Regions from separate parts of the Drosophila melanogaster genome. Here region 1 is linked to region 2. A link is a contact called in public Hi-C data. All regions are on one chromosome and are shown on one strand. The core of a region is the stretch at or near the end of the contact, and the rest is flanking DNA. Distances in the headings are between cores, read along the strand shown.

Region 1 (6,066 bases), core at 1,603-4,102, 130 kb after region 2:
AGAGTGACAAACAAACAGCTGAATGTAAGCTGCAGTCAGGCACCAATATTAAATTAAAATCCAGCAAAATTATTAATACTCATAAAAGGCCGTTATATATTGGGATATATAGCGAGGGAATGGAGCAACGAACGTCAACTTATCAATGGAAATTAGCCGGGTATAAATGGATAGTGTATTGGGCTTAGGTGGCAGAAGTTGAACATAATACCTAACAAATATCAGTGAGTGAAGCTTAAATTGCATTCCGATATTATGTTCATTTAAAGAAGAAGAAATTCAAACAAATGCCTCCTTAATAGAATAGTGAATTTAAAGTACGTTTAGTTTTAGAAATTACAATAAGGCCTTACTACAAAAGTAACAATCTGATATTTGATTTCATTTGAAGTAAAGGTATTTCATAGGAGCAGCAACAAATTGCCATTCTGTTCAATATGTATGTTTTATTCGCCACTTTTTGGTGCTTAATTCGATTTGTCATGGCGCTTTTTAAAAACAAAAAGAAAGAAGTTCACAGACGGGGTTGAAACGTTTTCACAAATAGTAACCGCAAACATAATTGAACCGCAAATGATGTGGGAGAGCAGTAAAACAGTGGGTGGCAAATTGATTGCCCAGTTTGAAAACAGCAGTCCCCATGGCCATAATTTTCGATTAATATTTCAGGCCAACTGTGTGTGCTGGGACATTTAAATTAAAGCTCGAGAGTGGTCAAATAGTAAAAGGTGATGAGGACATGACAGTGTTTGCTTTTCAAATTTAACAAACTTACCTGGCAAACTGGCTATATAAATTGCGGTAATGATGAAGAGTCGACGCAGTTTAAGCGCTGGCTTTTGCATTTTATGTCCTTTTGCCCACAAATATGATTGTTTATTTATAAATCAGCTAATTTTTTATATCACGCTGCCCTTTGCAACCGATTGACGTACATATATGAGCAATATCCGCTATCCAGACCGCAGAAATCAATTTTAATATTCGCTAACTGGTTTTGTCATCCTTTTGTTTTGCTCTGCGCTCAGTATGTGCAATTTCCCCTTTTTTGTCGTTTGATTGGTTTTACTTTTTGCTCTATTTTGTGGTTGCATTTAATGCATTTTTCATTCGGCGCTCTTGCTTTCTTCGGTTTACCAGTCAGCCACAATTAGCAATCAGCACAGTGAGTCGCATTTGTATTCGGACTGTGACCTGGTCCTGTGTGCCCCGAACTACCTGAATGCCACTGCTGTTGCCTTGCATGTGAAATTGTGTAAATACGCTCGGCTTAGGGTTAGCTGCATTTCTCATTGAACTCGATTTGGCTATTTGCATTTTTCATATCCCTTCTGCCCTTTTTTGCATATTCATTTCCTGCTTTCCACAATTTTTCCACTTTGCTGCTATGTATTTTATATGACTTCGGCTCACTCCCAGCTTTTCCTTTTCCTGCTTGGGAATTCCACAATGTTGCTGGATGATGATTGAACTGGATTCGGCTTCCGAATTAACCTAAAAAATTGATGAGCAGAGGGGGGATAGAATTAGATCCAGTTGTAAGCTTAGAAATATTTGAATTCATTGTTATGTAAATTTCGTTTCGACGGAATTTTCTTCACCATTTATCTTGTAAGCTCTCTAACTCTGCATTGAACAGTTGAATAAATATTTTTAAATATAATTATATAATCTTTTTTTGGTATAAGAATTCTAAAATAATAACTTCTTCTTGTGACATTTTTTTAAATTTTTGAATTAATTGTATTGTTTGTATTTTATTTGTATTCCTCATAGTGCGGAATGTACCGAATTTATTTAATCCTTTTATATTTGTGGCTTGGTTTTCGGCTTTCATGAAAGTCTCAAGTCTTGACAACTCCAATCATCATCAAATTCAATATCCCAGCGGAGGATTTACTGTCTTCTACTCGGAGAATCCCCTACGGTTCTAAATCATTGATGGACGCTTTAAGCTGCAATGGATTTTGGAATATTGCGAAAAACAATACAAACGCACAGTGCATTTTCCAACTGATTTGAAAATCCAAAGTTGCCCATTAGCAAACCAAATACGCGCAGTTGCCACCGCAAAGGGGACGTGGCATGGGCAAGGGCAGGGAGCAGGGAATTTCGACTTTGGCGCCACACGAAAAGCCGACTGACTTTACATGGGAAATTGGCAAAAGCCAAGCCATGAAATTGTACAACACGATTTTCACATTTCGTACATGACACCATTTCGTTTTCGACTGCCGAGAACAGGGACAGTGGCACACATGTGTGTAAGGCGCCCGTGTGGCTGGGTTGCCTAGTTGACATGCCTGTGTGCGTCGAGGAAAATTCACTTATGGAAATCGAAGATTTTCACTGCGCCCTCCATTCTTTTTCGTTTTTTTTTTTTAAGGGAAAGCGAGGGAAAACTAAACTGATATGAAGTATCAGCATTCAGTATTCAATGTAAATCCTTTAAGCTGCAAGTGCGTTCGAAAGGAGACTCTTCGCCACGTATTCATGGATTCCTGGCTGACTGACAGGTTGACTGCGCCTCCGAGTGGAGCTTCTGCCCCATATTTGGTGGGTTCTGCGGGGAAAAGCGGAATGCGGTCTGTGTGATGAAGGCAGAGAGGACGGTGCCTATATCCAACCAGAAACCAGTAACCAGCCAAGAGATGTGTGTCAAGTGGCGCAGCAGAGGGTGAACTTAGTACTTATCATCATATTCATGCTGAGTACAATATCACGGCAACATAAGCCCAATATATCTGCGGAATCAGCGTTATTCGCCATTAGCTGACAAGATTATGTTGTTTATTTTTCGAAAAGGTGTTCCCTAGAAATTTCTATCAATGACTTTTTTGAATTCCATTAAGCTACATATACAGCATTACAGCAATACATTTATACACATAAACATACGCAAGAATACGGCTTGACCATGTTCCTACAATGTCCTTCGGTGATGCGAGGTTCTAAACACTTTTCTCAGCACATGAGCGATTTCAGTTCTGGAAGCCATCAGAACACGGACAATTTCAGCGATTGTTGGTTGGAATCCAATAGTAGTCAGGATTCGTATTTCGGTCAATCTAGTCGACTGAAACTTGCCCTCCTGGATTACAAACAGTTCAACGCTGCAAGGACTATTCAGTGTCATGTGAGGGGATTTTTGGCCAGAAGTACTCTTAAAAGGCAGATCGATGCTGCCACCATCATTAGCAAGTGGTGGCGTGGTTTCTGGGTGCGACACTCAAAGTTCTCCTTTATGCAACAGCTGTTACAGCAGAGGATCATCCAGTATCACCACGATATGGCCACTAAGATTCAGGCGCTGTTCCGCGGATGGATGACTCGCCAGTACTTCCAGGACTTCCAGGGCATGAAGTCGCTCCGAATACAGTATGTGGAAGATATGCTCAGTTCGCTTTACAGAAAGGTCCACAGAATGCGAAAGGAACATATGCTACCAGGAATTTATGCATTAAGGGAATCTGAGTAAGTCCTTGAAAATCCTTTTTCCTTTTCACACTTTAATTGTTGTTGAGTCTTATTCATAGTCTGCTAAGTAAGATCGAGGACCTTTCTAGTACCTTTGGCTACCGCTTTCATAACGGCCGTGTGCGGGCAGCCATTGCAATGAAGCGATCCTTCATAAACGACCGGCGACATGAGTTCCGAAAGGGAAATACTTATTCCAAAGTGCCTTATCCGGGACCCTATATAGAAAACATTAACGACTTAGAATTTACCTTGCCAAAGCGAATGACACCACGTTTGCAGCGTACGATTCTGGTATATGACAAGGCAATGAGAGATAAGAATGTGGAGAAGGTGTACATGAACTATTCAACCAGTAAGTTTGACACCATATAGTTGCTCTTTACGATAACCAATATCTATTTATCACTGCAGAACGTCGTATGAGCATGCATGTCATGCGAGAGAATATGCGAAATCGTTTTTGCAAAGATTTTGTAAAGCGTTTGGCAAAAAGGAACAAGACACGAAACGCACAGGATCGTAACATTAAATACTATCTTGATGATCTTCTAACGACCGCTGATGAATATAATTGTTTTTGCAAGCCCCAAGTAAAAGACGATAGCTTGTGCCAATAGGTTGTCTCAGTAATTAACTTTCCATAAGACACCGAGAGCTGGGAAAATCTATTTTCACATTCGATCTGTTTTTTATTATGGGCTCTTCAAATTGTGAACCTGTATTGAAAATAGTTTATGCATTAGCATGCAAAATAAATTTAAGTTACCTACGAGTATGAACAACTTTAAAACAATTTTACAAATAAATATATATTCCCTTCTAAAAAATCTGGGCAAAAAATTGATGCTGACTTTCATTCTTATGCACAAGACAACTGGCAGCCATTCAGATATAGCTTGAACATCTGTCCCACCTTCCATTTGACCATTCAAAGTGCCCGGGGGAAACGGACAAAATATTTCCATTTCTTACTGTCATCAGTCACAAAATTTCAGAAATTCCTCGACATAAAACTGATTTTGTCCCTCATCTGAAGACGAATAAAGCAGAGCGCTTAAACTTTTTTAATGTCAAGGCAACAAAAATTGGAGAAAAACGAATTCCGTTCTCCTTTGTGTGGATGACTGTGCGTTTTTAGCAGCTCGCAATTTATTTGCAAACATTTATTATAGTTACTTTTGTTTTATTCGCTTTGAGTACTTTCGCGTTCTGAGCGATGGAGATGGCAAAAAGTAGGGGTCACTTTTTTATGCGGCATTGTTTTATGGTCGCTTCGTGGCTGAAAATGTAATGCCACAGCCATAAAGAAAATCCAACACCAGCCCTGGGCTGATAAGTCCTGTGAGAGAAGAAGCCAATCCAAGCTTGGAAACAAATTAGTTTAAAGATAAGTGGGTTACACAAATTCGAGTAGCATACTTTGTGGCATTAAGTGGCTGTCTTGATTAGTTCGTGCAGATGACTGACTGACTGAATGGCTCAGTTGGAAGTCGACCAGGACGAGAGGGCAAATACAATCAAGCATCAAGGCTGCAGACTGCACGTGAAAATGTTTAACAGCTGTCGATTGCAGGGAAAAGGGGGAGATTAGGGAAAATGGCATAGAGCAAACATCCTGGGAATCGAGCAGCAGCTCCAGAGCCCTCAGAACAGGACTCTCAGCCGAGGACCTTGAGGCATGCGCGTAATGCGCCTTTGGCCAAGTGCACTGTAAATACCAAAGCAATTTTCACTGCAAAATTAACAAGCGCCAAACCGCAACACAAGCCCGAGGTGCTGAAGTGGATTGGCTTGGCTAGAGCCCAGTTGGCTAAGATGCCTGCCATACGTACAGTTACCACTAAGTCGAGGCGCCGGTCCATAATGAATTTTCCCAGCAGCTCCATCTCCTCCTCGTCGTCTCCGTCCACGGTTTATTTGCCTTTTTTTCCCATTTTTCCTGGCTCTGGCTCTTCCGACACACGAATGCAATTAAGCTGCTCAGCTGGTTGAAAAAATCGAAAGTTTACCGTATTCCTTTTCCGTCCTTCATTGAATCATCAATTCACGGAATGAAACCCGATTCTTTCTCAGAACCCTTGCTTATAGCACTCAACTGAGTCCATAAACTTGTTGTAAGCTAAGAATGAGCACTTTTCGGGCTTGTTACATTGAAACAGGGGTTTCAGTCCCTCACAGCATTTTAATTTAATCACGTAGTTGTGCATGTAAAAATCTCATGTTTTACCATACCCATTTATACAAACTTAAATTTACTTCTGGCCATCCAATATAATTATATTTATGATTGAATTTGGAGGCCAAGATAATTTTATGATTACTCTCCACATGGCTAAACAATTTGCAGTAATCATCCAATTAAATTGCCTTTGCCGCAGCCACTTATCCTACAAACTTGCTAAGGGCTTTTTTAGTTTTCATTCACTTCAGTGTTTTGCTGCCCAACTGGCCATTATGCGAAGACACAAAAGAATTCAAATTAAAGGCCCCAACCTTAATCTTAATTATGACCATATCCAGGACATGTGCGCGAGTGACCGAAATGAAGATGAACCCGCAGACGACCCGATTGGACAATAAACTAAC
Region 2 (6,790 bases), core at 4,180-6,679:
CATTTACCTTGCGAGGCTGCCAAGTCTTCAAGCCATTAAAATGCTTTTAATCAAATTAGTGCAAATATTAGCGTGTACGGTATAGAGTTACGACGTAAACCACAATTGCCTGCATACCGACGTTGAAATCAGCTTGAATTTTTTAAGGAACATGTTCTAGATTTCTTTCTCTGATTGGCAAAGGAGTACTTTAATTAGCCAAGTGACAGATTCTGGGAAAAAACGCCTCCAGTGTGCGCATTCAATTAGGTCAGATAGATATTAGAGCTACAGGCTAAGCCTGCAGCATGATTGCTATTTTTGTCTGGAAATTAATGTTTGTGGATGTCTGAGTTTATATTATTATTTTAATAATATAATATTAGAAATTGAAAAGGTAAGCATAAATTTAATATTAATAATATTTATTATAATCCAAGTGAAAATATTATCTAACACATATTGCTATTCTGCATCAAAAACTAAGAATATTTATATTAATACATTTGCTCTTAATGCAATCAAATGTTAAGATGCCAATTTATAAATTCCTTTAGATATCAGACTTAACATTATGCACATGGTAACATTTACCAGTATTTTCCTCTGTTGGGACAATTTCCCAGCCATGTGGGACATTTTTGTGCGAATTCGAATGTGCCTTAAAAGCTCTGCAAGTTTTTAAAATGTGATTTTCTCTTTGTACTCTTAAATTGTGTTCTCTTAATTTTTGTATAAATAAATATATAAATAAACGTGTAAATTAAGCCTTGTAATTAAATTAATCTTGTAATAATTGTGACGTCACACCATTATATATTGTCTGAAATGTTAAATATAAAATCAATAACAATTATTAACTTTATTATTATTATTATTTGTGCTCCCTTTGACGAACGCCTACTATCTTAGAAGCACTTTTTCCTCTGACCTACAACGGCTGTTCTGGTAACAGGCCAATTCCCGATTCCAAGTCGCGTCTGGGTTCGAGTCGAGTTACATACTCCAGCAAATGTTGTGATAGGTTGCGGGCTGCTTTTGGCCCTCTGAAAACGCTGCATCACTTTTGGCCAAGTAGATACGAATACGACCAAGTGGGTCGTGGCTCAGTTTGTTCGCAAAAGGTTTGCTCGAGGAGATGACCGAAAAACGATGGAAAGCGCAATTTTCATACAATAGTACTTGAATGTTTTTTTGGGCATTATGTGTTTTAGTTCCAACTTTAATTGAAATTAAAGCAAGTGGGGAAATTTAATCAAAATATGTAATAATAAAAATAATTCATGCATATTGAATGGCTCAGAGCATATAAATTTGCATTTGCGTTGGCTCAATATACTTTGTTTATGTATATATAGTAATAACATAACTGCATATCCTTTATTGTCGCTCAGTACCATAAATAACCCCAATTTGCCACAAGAGTACATGAATATTTCTGTCGCTTCTCTTGTCACACCTTAAAATAAGTTTTATTAGAAAGCCGTGGGTATAAAATAATTCAAACGACTAGGGGAAAAAGTGGAAAGCTCATTAAACACTTGCTAAATCACACTTATGCCCCATTAGAGCACAAAATAAGCGAAAAATTGTTGAAAAGGCTGAAAGTAGGGGTGGTAGGGCCCAACAGGAGACCCACAGACCCGGACTCGGATTCAGACCCACAATCCCAATCCCAATCTCTGTCCCCGATCCCAGGGCGACCAGACTAGACCCGAACTTTGAACCCAACAAATAACCCGCGGCGCGGCAACTCTGGCAGATGGAAATGAGGCGAACGATGGACAGCATGGGTTTAATGCCAAGGCTGACAAAACTAACTCGGCTACTTTAACCCCTGCTGACCAATAAAGCCGCTTGTGTGATGTACGGGGTAACAATGAAAAAGTTTAGCCAGCAACACATGTTCAAACCGAAACAGTGGAACACCGAAGCTGGAGTGGCTGGATCCCAAATAAAATTAAGCACATTAAAAAATGCTTCACAAATTTACAAATCTCTGGGAGAGATAAAACGCTCGATTAACGAGGCGAATGAATGGAATACAGGGAATATAGACCAAAAAAAAAAAGGTTAACAAGGGCAGAGTGTTTTGTGATACCCAAGGTTTATGCCCTGCTTCCAATCTCATTTTCAGATGCACATATTAGATAAGCGCCCCCCCCACTCATACATCCAGTTAAATCTGCGCTGTTACGAACTCATTACTCCCCAAACTTTTGCTTAATTTCCCGGCACATTGCTAATAGTTTTGACCTCAACAACCGAGGCCTCACCACACAAGCATCGCACTCGCTCTAGCATATAAAAATACAGCGGTGTACTACTTACATAACAGCAACTTAATTAAGGACTTTATTAACTCTTGCCTTTTTCGGACAGCTACAAATGTGCTTCGAGTAATGAAGGTAAGCTTTTAAAAAGCAAAACTAGTATAATTTGAAAACAATATTTAATTGAAATACTTTAAGGCATATTTTAATCATGCAAAACAAGATATAAGTCATTATTTTAAAGTAATCGTTATAAGCAATTAAATACTTTTAACTTTTACTTAGAAAATCTTATATTTTTTTTTAACTAAAAAGTGTTAAAATAAACACCTAAAGGTAAAGGTAATTACCATGATTAACTAAATTTCAATAGTATTTAAAAATGGGATAGACTAATAATGTATGAATATAAAGTTCTTGAGCTAAATTTGAAGATAAATTGTCAAGCAGAAAAATAAATTGAGTTGCAAAGGGAATCAGTCACCCAAAATCCCAGCAGAAATAAAATCAGGCACTCCGCACCGGAAAAACTCGCGGGAAAATGGTATTGCCTAACGGGAGCCCTTCATCTCACCCTGTGCACACAAATTATGCGTAATAATTTTATTTGCATGTTTTATTTAATTTTTCATGCCACTCTGATTACGAAATTGAATTGGCAGCTTAGTTTTGTGCGCTCAGCTACTTGAACGGAGCAATGATTTCAATGGCCAGGTGGGCGAATCCCACCCCCCGTTGTCATACAATTAGCAAGGTCGGATGGATATAGCCAAACACCAGCACCAAACCCCAACCATCCGGCTACAACCGAATTCCAGTAACTTTCTAATGATGTTCGTCCGAAATTTTGCTCTGGTCTCATCTTCAGTTTCATTTGCTTTGACGTCGACATCGTTTCATTTTACTGATTTTCTTTGTTGCTGTTGCTGTCGCTGCTGATTTTGTTGTTTCTTGCCTTTCTTCAGTCACCCGAAATTTAATGCTGAATCATTACCAAGGAGAAATTGTGGGCCGAGATGGAGAAAGCGTCCTCCTTTCCTCCTCCTGGCTGGCAACTTAAATGCGCTTAAAATTAAATCTGATTTCATGAATATTGATTGATTGCTTTTACCTTGAATGAAAATCCGCTTCCGTGCTACTTTTTCTTGGTGGTTTTTTTTTCTGGTTGCCTCCTCGTACCTGGCCGCACATCCTGTTTTCCGGTCCCTCTATCTCGGTATTGTTTGGCCTGAATTTCCCATCCCCACTTGGTTTCCTTTTTGGGTAAGTTAAATTAATGAGCTTGAGTTGCCGCCTCACGGTAGCTTTCTTTTTCTCTTCGACCAGCTTTTTTTTTTAATATTTTGACCAGAAATAAGATGATTTAATTGAGTGTAAGGATTGCGTCTTGTATTTAAAATGGTTTTGGGAGTATTTAAAAAAAAATATATCTATATATTTGTAAGAAATAAGCATATGCAACCAACCCACGATTTCTATTCCTTTTATATGGGAATAAGCAAGTTTCAAGGCTAATAATCTTAAGAATTAAATTGAAATTGATTTTAGCTGTGCAAAATAATTTTAATTAAAATCAGCTAATGCATTTAGTTTGCAGGCTGACGAAGGGCTTTCTGGTGCCGATTTTCCCAATCATACGCAGACAGTCGAAGAAATTGATGAAAAGAAACTGGTAACCAAAATAAGCAGGAAGCAAAACAACAAGGAAAACGAATTTCCTGTTGAAAAACAATAATAAATAACAAAGGAAGGACAAACCACAAACAGACTGAGAAACACATGCAAACAAGCTTAGAATGAGACAGGAAAATACGAAAAAGAAGAAATGACAAATTCTCGTTGAAGTGAAACAGCTGGAAAACGCACTCGGAGCGTCCTTCTATTTTCTTTCCCAGTTTTCCTTTTTTCTTATATTAAAATTTCCTTTTGGTTTCAGCAGCTGGCATAGGTTCGATAGAAGCGAAGGATGGGGTAAAAAATATTTTACTTGTCTGTGAAAATCAAATTTCGGTTTTTATTTTCCTATAGATATTTGTCCTTTATTTCTGTCATGCCTTGATTTTCTTTTCGGCTGCCCTTGAGGCTGGCGGGTGAGTGTGTTTGTTGCTGTCAGTTTGAGTTCCGCTTTTGGGGGACGCTAACTTTCGACTTCCTGTCAATGGTGACAGCTGCAGCGGTCTAGCTGACCTTTCTCTCCATCGCCTTTTCCCGTTTTCCAGACGGTTATCAGAACGTACTTTTCATTTCTTTAATCGTGTAAAGGTTTCAACAGTTTTTCTAAGCGTACTACGTCTACTGTAGTATATTTACGTATTTATTTATTAAAAGTTTCGAATCGCTCTTTAGCTTATCTTGAATTTATGAATTGTGATATTACTTAAATGTTTGAAGATAGTCTATGAACTCCAACATCCCTGCCCAAATTGCCACTGGGATTGTAATTATGATTTTGATAATGATGATAATTTGGACTTTTTGTATTTTTAGTATTAGCCGTAGATGGGTTTCCTAAGTTAGTTTTTCCGGAATTATTGTTAAGATAACTATGAGCATGTAAATTTGTACTGTGTGTAAAAGTTTTTCCATCTGAGTCACTGGGTGCCTGATTGTTTGCAGTAGTGGTTTTTCCACCTGCGTTATTGGATGGCTGACTTTTCATCGTATAACTCGGCATTTGACTATTTGTTGTAAAATTTTTGCCTCCGCCATTATTAGTATTTTGAATGTTCGTTATAGATGACACTCCGCCCTTTTTTTTCAAGGTCGGACTAGTGCCACCCGTATTACCAGTTGACTGTTGACTGTTTGTGCCAGAAGTTTTTCCACTAGCATTGTTGAATGGCTCGCTGATTTGTTCGTATGGACCTGGCTCGAAATCTCCTCCAGTGTACCGCATTCCATAAATTACCTGAAAACAACATGTTTTTCAATAAAGTGCCACTTCAAAGAATAATCTTTGGCCTCACCCTATTAACGTCACAGCAAGATTCAAACGAAAAGCACTGCCTGTTGAAGTGAGCAGCGGGATTTCTTTGCGTGCTGCGACCATCTTTACAAAATAGCGTAGGCACACACGCATATATCTTGTTGGGTCCACAATATCCTCCAGCGTGCGCGGTACTGAACAGAAAGAAGCTCATTATGACAATTTTCCATTGCACCGACATGGTAACCCGAGAACTCATAACTCAGATCGAACTTGAGTAAAGATTCGCATTTATACCGCTCAAAGTGTTATCTCTTCGTGGAAGTGATTGCTGCGGGTCTTATCTTCTTTTAAATAATCAGAGGTTGTGTGAAATATTATAAAAAAAATGTATATATATTTTCCGAATCCAAATCCATGTCATTTTCCCTTGCTCTGAGAACCAAATGCAACTCACTCACATTCTAAAGCTTTGCTTGAGTTAAAATTATAATATTTTCCCTAAAATTATTTATTTTCCATTTTAAGCGCTGAAATGCACTCACAGAAATTCAAAATGCGGTTTTGACCGAGGAGAAGATACATTTTTTCGTAACTTGGAAACTAAGCCAATATGGATTTACAAAAGTAGAGCAGTAAAGGGCATCCAGGCTCTGTTTTGCACTTTTGCGACCCACAAATCCATCTTCTAAGGCACCTTCGTTAACCTAGATTGTATGGCAACAGCATTTCCATGGAGAGCGCATTAAAAGCGAGAGTTTGAAGTGTGTGGGTTAGTTAGGGCCGCAATGGAATCCTGAATAGAAACCCAAGGAAAAGCATTGCACGCTGGCCACAAAAGCGCTGGATACTCTGGCGGTGCACTTGACTGCAGCGACAATGCGATTCGGATTGTTAGAAGGCAACAGGAAACGGCAAGAACGATTCTACAATCGAATCGAACAAGGTCTAACAATAGTGACTAAAAGCACGGTTGGTAGTGAATCGCCATAAACCGAAGAAGAATTAGCCCTATGCCTGATACATGGAATACAAATGAGTGTAGAAATCGTATGTATTGGTTCACCAAACTCCGTAAGCTCACAACAAAAATATGCAATAGAAATACAGAGATGAACTGCTGCAAAAATGGGAATTCACGAAGGCGCAGTATACGTTAGGACACTCACAATTTGTTTTGTCAAGTTTTGTCAGATTTTTTTTTGATTTTTTCCCTGCTGGACAAAAATACAATTTCCGTATAAGTTGAAAAACAAACAAGTTTCTTTCGTCTGCCAATTTTTAACGTTCTGCCAGACTTAACCCAAAAAAGAGACTCTTTTTGTCTTGCTCGTCCTTTCTCGATGAAGCAAAAGTAAATTTCCACTTGCAGTCAATAATCAACTAAGCATAAAATAGTATTTGAACTATTGATGCAGCAAAAATGTGCTGCTTCCCTTCCTCGACTTATAGCAGAAATATGGGAAAACATAACTGGGAATCCGCTTTAACTTGAGCATGGAGTCTGCCAAAGTTGGGGGAATCCAAAACTTTGTATTTTATTTTATGTGCGTTTGGCTCTTTCTATACATACAGGCGGTAATACGTATACTTGAAATTCTGCACATGCTCT

The links. A called contact is a pair of places that touch in the nucleus more often than the background predicts.
Region 1: a contact with region 2 is called in a Hi-C map of the Kc167 cell line, with 2.5 times the contacts expected there. A contact is called at or near these places in 11 of 107 Hi-C or Micro-C datasets (the Clone 8 cell line, the Kc167 cell line, the S2 cell line and 8 more).

The regions. Positions count from the first base shown.
Region 1 is chr2L:15,938,589-15,944,654 of dm6, forward strand. It overlaps CG12448, which reads left to right and starts at 2,853. Exons shown (of 3, transcript NM_165140.2): 1 at 2,853-3,474; 2 at 3,537-3,832; 3 at 3,892-4,266. The coding sequence starts at 2,918. The coding sequence ends at 4,097. It overlaps beat-Ib (beaten path Ib), which reads right to left. Exons shown (of 7, transcript NM_078855.4): 2 at 776-1,494. The coding sequence starts at 845.
Region 2 is chr2L:15,806,712-15,813,501 of dm6, forward strand. CG42876 reads right to left here and starts at 5,430. Exons shown (of 2, transcript NM_001299036.1): 1 at 5,219-5,430; 2 at 3,860-5,160. The coding sequence starts at 5,419. The coding sequence ends at 4,630. lncRNA:CR44602 (long non-coding RNA:CR44602) reads right to left here and starts at 3,608. Exons shown (of 2, transcript NR_124291.1): 1 at 3,364-3,608; 2 at 470-3,307.